2 separate regions of the Anser cygnoides genome follow, and region 2 is linked to region 1. The links are chromatin contacts, called in public Hi-C maps. All regions are on one chromosome and are shown on one strand. Each heading gives the region's core, a stretch centred on a gene start, on an enhancer-like site or on the middle of the called end of the contact. The rest is flanking DNA. Distances are from core to core; before and after follow the strand shown.

Region 1 (5,147 bases), core at 2,608-5,107:
AACTGGGTTTGGAAACATCAGCTCACGTCAGAGGGATGTGACAATCGCTCTGGTAGGTTTCTTCTACAAGAACAGGGGAGGAAATCCCTTCCGTGGTCTCTGTGTTGTATAGGCACAGTTTAGGGCAATGTCAGCTCACCCCTCTCTTCCCCCTCATCTCAAAAGCACAAAAAGTTACCAAAGAGTCTGCACACCAGGTTTGTACCCGGCGTGCTGGTTATTCCACCTGCTTTGCAAATGCTACAGTCGTATTAACACATCTAGGTAAGAACTACAGCCAGTTAGGAGAGAAACGGGGTTAATTATTAGTTTGGTTTTATTTTAGGTGTTTCTCTCTCACATTTAGCGTACGAACAAGGCAACAAGCTTGTCAGAGCAGTGACTGGCTGGACAGCCGGACCCCCTTCCCTCCCCAAATCCGTATGCCTCCGTGAGTGGTGCAGTATCCTTTTTCCAGACCGAATAACCACAAGCCAGTGAAGGAATATCGTGTTTGTTTTTTTAATAACGCAGTGGCGTGAGCGGTATGAACAGCAGGGGTGCCGATTTCATGCTTCCCTGCTCTTGTAAACAGTGGAAAGGCAAAGAGGAGGAACTAACTCAATCAGCGGATTATTCATTATGGATGAACACCTAACAGTGGCACCGTGCATCTCTGGCTGCAACAGAGCCGCCGAACAGCAAGAGCCTCGGTGAGGCAGCCAACAGCATCGGGGCAGGGCGAGCTGCTCGCTGCACGGCTCCTCCACTCTCGTGTTACGAGCTGCGGGTCTCCGGCAGGCACAGAAATAAACTCTGCCTTCCAAGGAGAGGTGTCTGCATCTGGGCTCACCTACATGTGGTAGCAGGTACACAACTGCTCTTGGCTGCCTGCACAGGCCAGCAGATACGGCTGTATATATAGACACACACGTGTGCCCAGGCACTGTGCGTGCTTCAGGCATGCAGACTTCTCACAAATGCACAAAATGGCCCTCGGAAATGATCTGGAATAGCCCTAAATCTAGAAGAAAAAACGCCGAGCGTTTCGCAGAGCTGGTGCACTCTGATACTGCACGCTCTGAATTTCCCCAGCCTGAAATTCTCCGGGATGTTTCTCTTTTCAAGCATCGGTGGCTTTGTCTGGGACATTCGTGGCCCTCCCCGGCGCGAGGGATTCCTGTTCCAGAGGCATCCGGACGCCTGGCCCCATGCACTGGGCTGCAAGCACGTCGCAGCCCAGAGGGAATTCTGCACCGCACGTTTCTGAACTCAGCTGCAGTCAGGACTGTCTCAATAGGACTTCCTGGACTTTGTTCAGTTAGGTCGCATTACTGGTACTATTCTCAAACACTTAAAATGATGGATTATGTAGTACAAAAATACAAAATTGGTCTTGGAACTTGGCTTTAAGGCAGAGCAGAGGCTATTTTTTACCTACCTCTGATTTCTGCACTTAAAGCACGCTTTCCAACTTCTCTCTCCAAGCATGTTGAAAAAGGACAACTTCAAACGAGGTCAGATGTGCACATATTTGGAGACAGATCTCCAGAAGCTTGATTTTATCAGAACACTGGCATCTTTAGACACAGGAATTAAACCCTTGAAGCCAGAAATGCTGTTGTACCTTCTGGAGTCTGAATCCTAATGCCTGCGTAATTCCCTGACTGGGGTGGAGGATGTCAATTTGGGTCGCAGTTCTCCCATTCTCTTCTTCTCGTACAGAAGTACCCCTGCATTGTTCAGTTCGATTAAATATGATCCTACAAACTACATATGTTTATTCCAGACCATGAAGTTAGGCGCTACCAGAAGAGGCTGTTTTAAAGGCACCTAGAAAGCGTCCTCTTTATGAACAAGCTGCATGAGACTTGTGTTTATCCCTCGAAAAGTGGATACTGCATAAAGAAATCAAGACAGTACAAGGAACCGATTTGATCCCCAGGCCTCTTCCGAAGGTGGCATGTCATGCTACAAATGATTAGGCTGGTCGCAGGCCTTTGTCCTGTACAAACCAGGAATTGGTGCAAATCTTTCCCTTTGCCCCAGGTAACGATGTAGGTGGGAAACAAACTCCTTGTACTGTCTGATTTCAGGTGGTTCAGTAGGGCAGGATGAGAGGTGAATGAAGGATGGTTATTCTAGGTAAAGGGACTGGGGTGGGCAGGAGGAATCGCTTCACTGGTGAAGTCCTCACCATTCCTTGTGTAATTAGCCACTTGTCTATGGGCTCCATGTCTGAGTTCCCACCTTTACCTCTCCTCTGCGTTGAGAACAGAAAGGTCCATAAAGAGAGCAACCACAGCAACACCCGTGACAAAGCAATATAACAGCAGCAAGTTGAAAGCTTCGCGCACACACACACACACACACACCCCGTGGCAGCTCCTGGCAGCAGCTGCATCCCCCTCTGCAGCCTGCAGGAGCATCCTGGCAGTCGTTCAGGCTGCCCACCTCTAAGAGCAGCCGAGGTTAAAAGGACTGCTGATGCCTCCGGTTCCCTCTGCGCAGGTTGCAGGCTGCGTGGCACAGCGCTGCAGAGGCTCTCCGGACGGCTTCTTGTCCTCCAGCACTTTGTCCCCGAGCCGGGGCCCGGGCACAGAGCCACCTCCGAAGCTCCGGAGGGGCTCGCTCGGGACCGGCACCGCATGGTGGCTCCAGCTCTCTGGTCCTGCCCGAATGGGGCTGGCTGAGCAGAGCCCCGTGCGAGTTTGTGTCCCTGCACCCAGCTACCCGTACTGCACGGGATGCCTCTCCTATCCCCGTTACAACAGACAGCGGAGGATCGGCTGTAATTTCTTATGTCTCATTTCAGTACTTGTGCTAAGAGGGAAAAAAACGGAGGAAAAATCACTCCAACTTTATCCGCTCTCTGCGTAACACTGGAGAACTGTTTCTTGGACACCTCTCCTCCCAGTTGCGATCGCGCAACAACTCTGTGGCAACAAAAGCAATTCCCAACATGGAAAAGCAATATTAAGAAAACAGCGTATTTTTAGCTTGTTTCCAGCTGCTAAATCATATTAAAAGACAGCTAACGCCACGTGACCAGCCGTCTCTCCACAGACCTTTCTGAGAATGACTACATTAGAAATGTCGGATGTGCTGAAATTTAGCACTGGACAACTGTGCTGGAAGAAGACGTGTGTGAAGAATGTGTTGCAAAGCTTTTGGCTCCTCCCTAGAGCTGTTCTTAAATTAGCTCTCTGCCCAAATTAACGCGTGTCTTTCATTTACTGAGCGCTGCCAGTTTTTTCCTACACATGCCAGGGCTGGTAACTTTAGGGAAGTTTAATTTTTTATTTCCTTTAAGAAGAGACACCCACAAGCCTCACAACACTAGACAAAAAGCCATGTTTACCAACTACCCAAAGGCTGCGTTTCAAAACAAGCTATTCTGATTACCCGATCCAGTCATCAGGACCTTTGAAAAGAGGCTGAAAGTCCCTACAACATCTCAGAGCCCAAAGTTCCCCAACCCGTAAAGCGCTTGTCCCCAAACAACTCTGACCCATCAGACTAGTTCAGATTCAGCCCTTTGAACCGACCGCACTTGGGGCAGAGCAGCAGCTACGCTGGCACGGACGACACGTCACAGCGGTGCCTCAAGCCGGGCTGTCTGAGAACGAGTGCGAATAAACACGGGGGTGACCCCAAGCCACCAGGGGAACACGGCCCCCTCGGCCGGTAGCTGAGTGCAGGCCCCTTGCTTTTGGCTAGCCAGGAACAAGGGGCAGAACCTCAGATCCCTCCCCAGGTCCTCCCCGTAGCACAGCTCAGTGACACCGGAGGCTTGGACGGCAGCATCGGCTCCAGGGACTCCTCTCTCGCTCCCCGGTGTACTTCTGCCCCTGCCTCCCCATGCTTCCCCCTTTACCCATGCCATGCTGGCATGAATTTTTGCGGGACCATGCCTGAAACTGGCCACAGGTTATAAATTACCCTTTTTGCAGGAGGAGGCAGGAACAAGCAGACGGATTTGCTGGGTGGGGGGGGCGCTCCGTAAGAAATCACTGCTGAAGCCCTGCTGCCACTGAGCTATGGCCAAGGCAGGCAGGCAGCTGTGATCTGACCCCAGCTGGCTCCAGGCACAAATTCTCCCTGGCTCAGAGCACGAGCTGCCAGGCATGCCAGCTGCCCAGAGCACTCCCATTTCAACTTATGAAAGAACCAGGGTGGGATCAGCCAAGGCACGGGGAGGCAATTCTCCGCGGAGGGTGTGCAGGCTGCACTGCCTCTCCCACGCTACGCTGGCTCTCCCGTGCTCCCTAGTGGTCAGCACAGACCAGGATTGGCCTAGGGAAAGGTTCTGCACTTGCTCTATCATCTAAAAACTTGCGCACGGCTGCGTACAAAAGCGCAGGACGGTTCTAAAAAAGGAGGGCGGTTGAAAGGGTTTGAGGGATGATCTGAAAGCTCTTTTCACGTCTGCCTTCGTAGGGGCATGCACACAGGGGCCAAGCTCACCCTCCAGGACAAGTTTCTAGTATCATCCAGTGCGAGGTGGCAGCGTGTGGGTCTCTTCTGCCCACACGAGGCAGCAGGAGCCTGCCCTGGGACAGAACAGCCTGCATGCGAGGACAGCTTTGGCAAGGCACGTGAAGCATTAAATCTACACGATTTCTCTTCCTGCAACTCGCGTGTGCATCCATGCACTTCAAGCAAAGGCTAGCAGATTAAGACTGCACCAACTTTCATAAGAAAAAGCAAAGCAAACAGTTGCGCGCCAGTGTTGACACGACGTTCCCTACTTATTCTTTTCAGCAACAACTCCAGTTAAAGAAATGGACCCCCCAGGCAAGCTGCATGAACACAGGACAATTTACCCACTCTCATTTTGAAGTCTTTTAGGCTGGCGTACTAAGTAGCAGCTCTTTAGAAATCATTACTGAGCAAGTACTTGCTCATAGATATCAATTTCAAAATAGCCGGTACCAGCACGTCACCGGAATACAGAATGAGACGTCTCAGTCAAAGCAGCTGTCTACAGCCTGGATTCCGCACACAGCCTCAGACAACGAACCGCAGAGCAACGACCTACCACTCCTGTGTTCTGTTTTCGAACATCCAGGGCGGACGCCAGTCCTTTGACAGCCTGTGGATCCTCGTATGTCACGCTGAAACAAAGGAACAAACCACAGAACTAGAAGGAAGTCCAGCAGTCACCC
Region 2 (5,116 bases), core at 156-2,655, 200 kb before region 1:
GCTGCAGCCCCCTGCCCAGGAGCCTTCGTGCCCTCCCCGCAGGCAGGGGCTGCACCAGAGCCACCCCCACATCCCCATGAGGTGAATGTGGCCCCGGGACAGAGCAGCACAGGGACGAAAGGATGTCAAAAGCAATGACAGCACCTCGAACATCTAAGCACTGGGGGCTGAACTGGGGCATCACCCAAAATCTATGGGAATTTCGGCTGGTCCCGGAGCCTGGGTGTAGGGTGTGGGTTCAGGCCCCCCCTGTAAGGACGTCACCCCCATTCCAGCCCGTTTCGGCACGCTATGGTCCTGCTTGCAGGGCCTGGCAAGGGCACAGCAAGCGACGCTCTTGCCCGCATTATTCCTTAGCTCGCTCTCACGTTGGCCGGTGCCCAAAGAACTCGAAGCGGGGGCTGCGGGGCCGGGGTCGGCCCAGCCGTGCCGCGCTGGGGCCAGCCCTGACGCAAGGGCTGCGGGTGGTGTGGGACAAAGCCAGGGCAGGGGACGGAGGGGGGCTGAGTCACCCGAATAACGCAGGCAGGGAGCGAGCGGAGCCAGCGATGGCTCGGCCCCCGGCGGCAGCCGGACGGGGCTTTCTTTGCACCTGCAGGGCTGCTGCGCTCCATTTCGGTGTGCGGAGAGGAGCAGGATGGTGCCCGGCATCGCCGCTCGAGGCCAGGGCCTGGAGGCCAGCAGCTGGCACGCGGGAGGGAGATCCACGGGATGCAGGAGAAATATCCACTAGAGGGGACTGTGCGATCGCGTGTGGGAGCGCGCAGCCGCCAGGCTGGCCTCGGAGCAGGATCGGGCTCCTCCATGCAGCCCCCTGCTCGTGCCACCCCTGTGCAGCCCAGCCCTGCAGCCCCCCAGCTGCCCTTCTGTGCCCTTTCGGCAGCTCGCCCCAGGCCACCCCGGGGCGCACGGGGTGCCCAGAAAGGCGCCTGCAGCTGCAGGCATGGGGGAAACGTGCCGACCCCGACGGGCAGCCAGGCCTCCCCACGGCCGCTTGCTCGCTCCCTGCGAGGATGGGGGAGAGATCGGAAGGGTAAAAGCTTAAAAAGCCTGTGGGTCAGAAGATTTGGGGATCTACAGGGTCCATATGGAAAATATCCCTGGAAAAATATCCGTGCTCTGGTCCCTGGCATCCCTCGTCATTGCCATTCTCCTCCCGCTCCGTGCCTCCCTGCTCAGCTCTGCCCCGCTTCCCCCCAGGCCCCCGGCTCTCCCAGGGCTGAGACTTCATCGGAAATCCCACAAAGGGCCGTTACTTTGCTTTGCCTCCCACTCGTCCCAAAACCGGAGCCTGTTTCGGGGGGCAGAGCCGGGGGTGGTGAGGGCTGGGGGAAGCAGGGAGCTTTCTGACGGATTCCTCTCGCCCCCCAGCACCAGGATGCGGTTACCCTCCCGGCAGGATTTATGGGCTTTGCCCCTCTCTTTGTACACAAGGACTCGAGCGATGCATTCCCTGGAGAGGAATAAAGCTTCCTGCACCCAGCAGCGCGGGGAGGGCAGATCAGAGCCCGCAGCGATGGCTGCAGCAGCCCTCCCGCGTCCTTCCGACAGCCAACCTCCTGGCAAAGGCCCCACAAAATGTTTGTGCCTGGGCTAACAAACACCCCGTGGAACAGGCTGTGTTGGACGGGAGCCTCCGGCCCTCCTTCTCTCCCCGGGGCCGGGACCCTTGGCTGCCTCCTGCCTCGCTCGCCGTCCCCACCGGCCAACAAACCTGCCGGCAGCGTCCCATCAGCGGCTTTTCCCTGGAGCCCACGGTCCTGGAGCACGTTGAGGCACCGGAGCACCGTGTCCCACCGCTTCCCCCACCAAGACAGGGCACGGGGCTGGGCTCCAGCATCCCTGGCTCATCCCACCCACGTTCCTGGTGGCTCAGAGGGGCTCAGAAGTGCCCGAGCATTTAGGGATGCGCGTTCCCAAGGAGCCACGAGCACTTTTCCATCTCTCCCCTCACCTTTGCAGCCCCGCTGGTGACCCCACGCCCAGCGAACCCTGGGCACTCAGCTGCTTGCTGCACCGCCCAGCCTTGCAGCGCATCCGTCGAACCCGCCGCACGGGCCAGGCAGAGCGTTCCCGGTACAACTCCTGCCCTCGACACGCGGCATTATTTCCCCAAAACCCAGGAGAGCAGCGGCTCGCCACAGCCTGCCCCCCCCCAGCCCCGGCAGACCGAGCTGGATTTGTCCTGCTCGGCGGTGGCTGCTTCGTTACCAACTAGCTAATTCTTGCCGCTTCTTCTCTTCAGGCATTTGCAGGAGGGAGGGGAGAACAAAACAGCCCTCGGGGTGAAGTTACCTTATTAATTAATGAGGCTGAGAGCTTTGCAGATATTGCGCGGAAGAAGAGAAAAAATCAGGAAAACTGGGCAAAACCAGAAAGGCCCGGGTTCAATTGTCAGACCAATTAACCTAGATCCGTGCCCTCCCTCTGGATGAATAGCTCATTATTATGTACTTGCTTAGGCCCAGCTCCGGGTGGAGGGAAATTAAATTCAGACACTTAACGAGGCAACCCGGTGTGGAGACGGGATGCGGGGGCTGCCCCGGGGAAGCCAAAAAAAAAGCGAAGCAAGGGCGAGCTGGGACTGTAGAAGTCCGTGGTATCCGGACCATTTGCACCGTTGTGGGTCCAAAATGTGGCTGGGCTGGGGGATGATTTGGAAAGGCCTGGTGATGGTGCCGAAGGATAATTCCATGTGGGCTTTTTGGTGGTGGAAGAGAGCAGGAGGAGGAGGAGGAGAAACAAGCAGGAGGCTCCTGCAGGCTCCTGCACAAGCACGAAGGACATTCGTGCACTTGGGGCTTTGCACCATTGCTGTGGGTGTTTGAAGTGCCCCAGTCTGGGTGCCGACATGGCCCGTGAGCCCAGTGACCCCAAGGAGTGGCTCTGGGTTTTTGAAAATGTTTTTTTTTTTTGGGCCAGGATAGATTGTGGGGAGCGGGCAGGAGGCTGTGGTTTAGCCAAGCGCTCAAGCATCTGCGTAATTGCACTAGCCCTGCTCAGCTCAGCAAGGGGTTTAGGCAAGATAATTGGTGTGCTCGGTCAGGGACAAGGTGCCTTGGGAGCTCTTTTGTCTGAAGAAGGGAAAAAAAAAATCATTGTGAGCCTTATCTGTGACCCTTTTCTCCTTGCCCTGTGTTAGGACGACTCTGCTTAGAGAGGAGGAAAAATTCCCCCATTAGTGGCTTTCAAATCTATACCTAATAAAAAAGCCACTAACCCCAACAAGTCACTGAGAAAACTGGCCGGTGCCACAGCAGAGCAGGCTTTTCCATCTGTAGGGCTGGTGAGTTGGTATGCAGTGGGAAATTTAAAAGCACCGTATGTGAGAAACCTGCAGGCTTCAATATTAGCTCGAGAACAGATAAATGTGCTTTTCTTCCGCTCTTGCTAGCTTTAAGCTCCCTCATTTCCAGCCCCTCGGCTCAACCCCAAGCGTAGCCCCCATCCTTAGACAAAAGCACCTTGCAGCATGCGTCACAGGGGTACAGCTTGCTGTGGAACGCAAAACAGGTATCTTTAAAGAAAAAGGCACCGGACACCCTAAATTAACCAATTTTAGCTTTTTCCAAGTGCCAGGCATCCTGGCTGCCGTTCCCAGCAGCCCAGCCACTGGCTTCCCTGTGAGCAGCTCTGCTTCACTGGCCAGGAAAACAGAGCAGAGCCCCGGGAGCGTCGGAGCCCTTCTCGGGAGTAGAGCTCCAGCCCTTCCTTCCCCAGCTCCATCCCTTCCTTCCCCAGCTCCATCCCTTCCCCAGCTCCATCCCTTCCCCAGCTCCTTGGCTTCCTTCGCCCTTAAGCCCGTTCCTGGCAGCTGCTGTGGCTCTTGCTGAGAGAATTGTGCATCCCGAGACGCCCAAGCTGCCACAGGGCGAACAGAGGCTGGCAAAGGGCGAGAGGAGCCCAAACCGCCCCGGGCTGGCAAACCGCAGAGGCCCCAGCCACACAATGAGCCTTTTGGGAAGCCACAAGCGTTCTGGCTGCTCCATGAGCCTTTCTTGGCATCCCTGGCACTGCTGCCCTGTGTTTCCAAGCCTGTGCCCAGGGCATGACGCGCAGCTACCAGCACCCTTTGGTGCATCGCTCTCCCAAGCAGCTCCTGGTCCCGAGGGGCTCTGACGGACCCGTGTCCTGAAACGGGCTCAGGATTTTCCTGCAAGCTCCCCAGGATTAAATTAAAGAGGATTTAAGCAGATGATCACTTCTCTGCTCTCCCTAGTTGGGAAAATGGGAACCATCGCACCGCGCTGCCCACCAGCGGTAATTAATGTTTGTGAAGCTCTGGAAACTGCTGCATGCACACCAAGAGCTATCAGCACGATTATTGCTGTGCTATTTGTTCCTGCTCCCGTGTTTTCTCTTCCTTGTCCCAGAGGGTTTCTCCTCCTCCCTGTGCAGATGTATCAGTGCCGGGAAGAAGAATCAGCGCTTCCAGGTCGGGCATGGCTCTGGCTCTGACTCAGACCCCAGTTTGCCAGCCAAACCCTCCGGCCGTGCCGGCACCACGGGGCTGGGGCCGCCAGCTCCAGGGCAGGAGGAGAGGGGTGGGAGATCGGCATCGTCGTGCCCAGCCACGGGTGAGCTGGTCCTCATGTCTGCGAAGCCTCCGAGCTCCAGAAGCCTTTGTCCTGCTCAGTGTTCTCAGTGATCTGAGATCCTTTGCTCCATTAACCTCACCAGGCAGGGCCTTTCCGAACATCCCCACCACCTCCTTGTTGATACCAGGCTGGTTTGAAGTGGCAGCTTGCGGCTCAGGCTGGAAAGAAGCTGCCCAGGAGAAAAAAAAATGGGGCAGGAACCAAACTGGGGAAGCTGTGCTGAAGGGAGATGTGCTGAAGGGAGGCAGCATCTGAGCTACGCTACGGTGGGGCACCGAGGGCACTTTTGCTGCAGTTGCCTGCACAAACAGCGGAATAACCAGGCTTTGGAGGGGAGGTTTTGCCTTGCACCATCCTTTCCCCCCCCCCCCCCCCCCCCCCCCCCCCATAGCAAATGCCCGAGATGAAATGAGACTGAGAAAAATTTGGGGGTGGATGCAGGCAGAGGCTGAGCTGCCGCAGGTAGCCCCGACCCCGGGCCGGAGCGCGTTTGTTTTGCTGAGGTTGTTTGGGCCAAA

What was found. A called contact is a pair of places that touch in the nucleus more often than the background predicts.
Region 2: a Hi-C map of liver shows a contact between it and region 1, with 4 times the contacts expected there. The contact joins two enhancer-like sites. A contact is called at or near these places in 3 of 7 Hi-C or Micro-C datasets (granulosa cells and liver).

What each region holds. Positions count from the first base shown.
Region 1 is chr15:3,095,546-3,100,692 of Taihu_goose_T2T_genome, reverse strand. TOM1L2 (target of myb1 like 2 membrane trafficking protein) reads right to left here. Exons shown (of 16, transcript XM_066977677.1): 12 at 5,021-5,096; 13 at 2,177-2,242. Among named protein-coding and RNA genes, the nearest start is that of SREBF1, 19 kb to the left of the region's middle. Within about 2 kb of position 3,857, at least 1 of the 3 cell types and tissues checked has open chromatin away from gene starts, as enhancers often do. A contact at or near this core is called in liver, where this site is marked.
Region 2 is chr15:3,295,225-3,300,340 of Taihu_goose_T2T_genome, reverse strand. No RefSeq gene overlaps it. Among named protein-coding and RNA genes, the nearest start is that of NT5M, 11 kb to the left of the region's middle. Within about 2 kb of position 1,405, at least 1 of the 3 cell types and tissues checked has open chromatin away from gene starts, as enhancers often do. A contact at or near this core is called in liver, where this site is marked.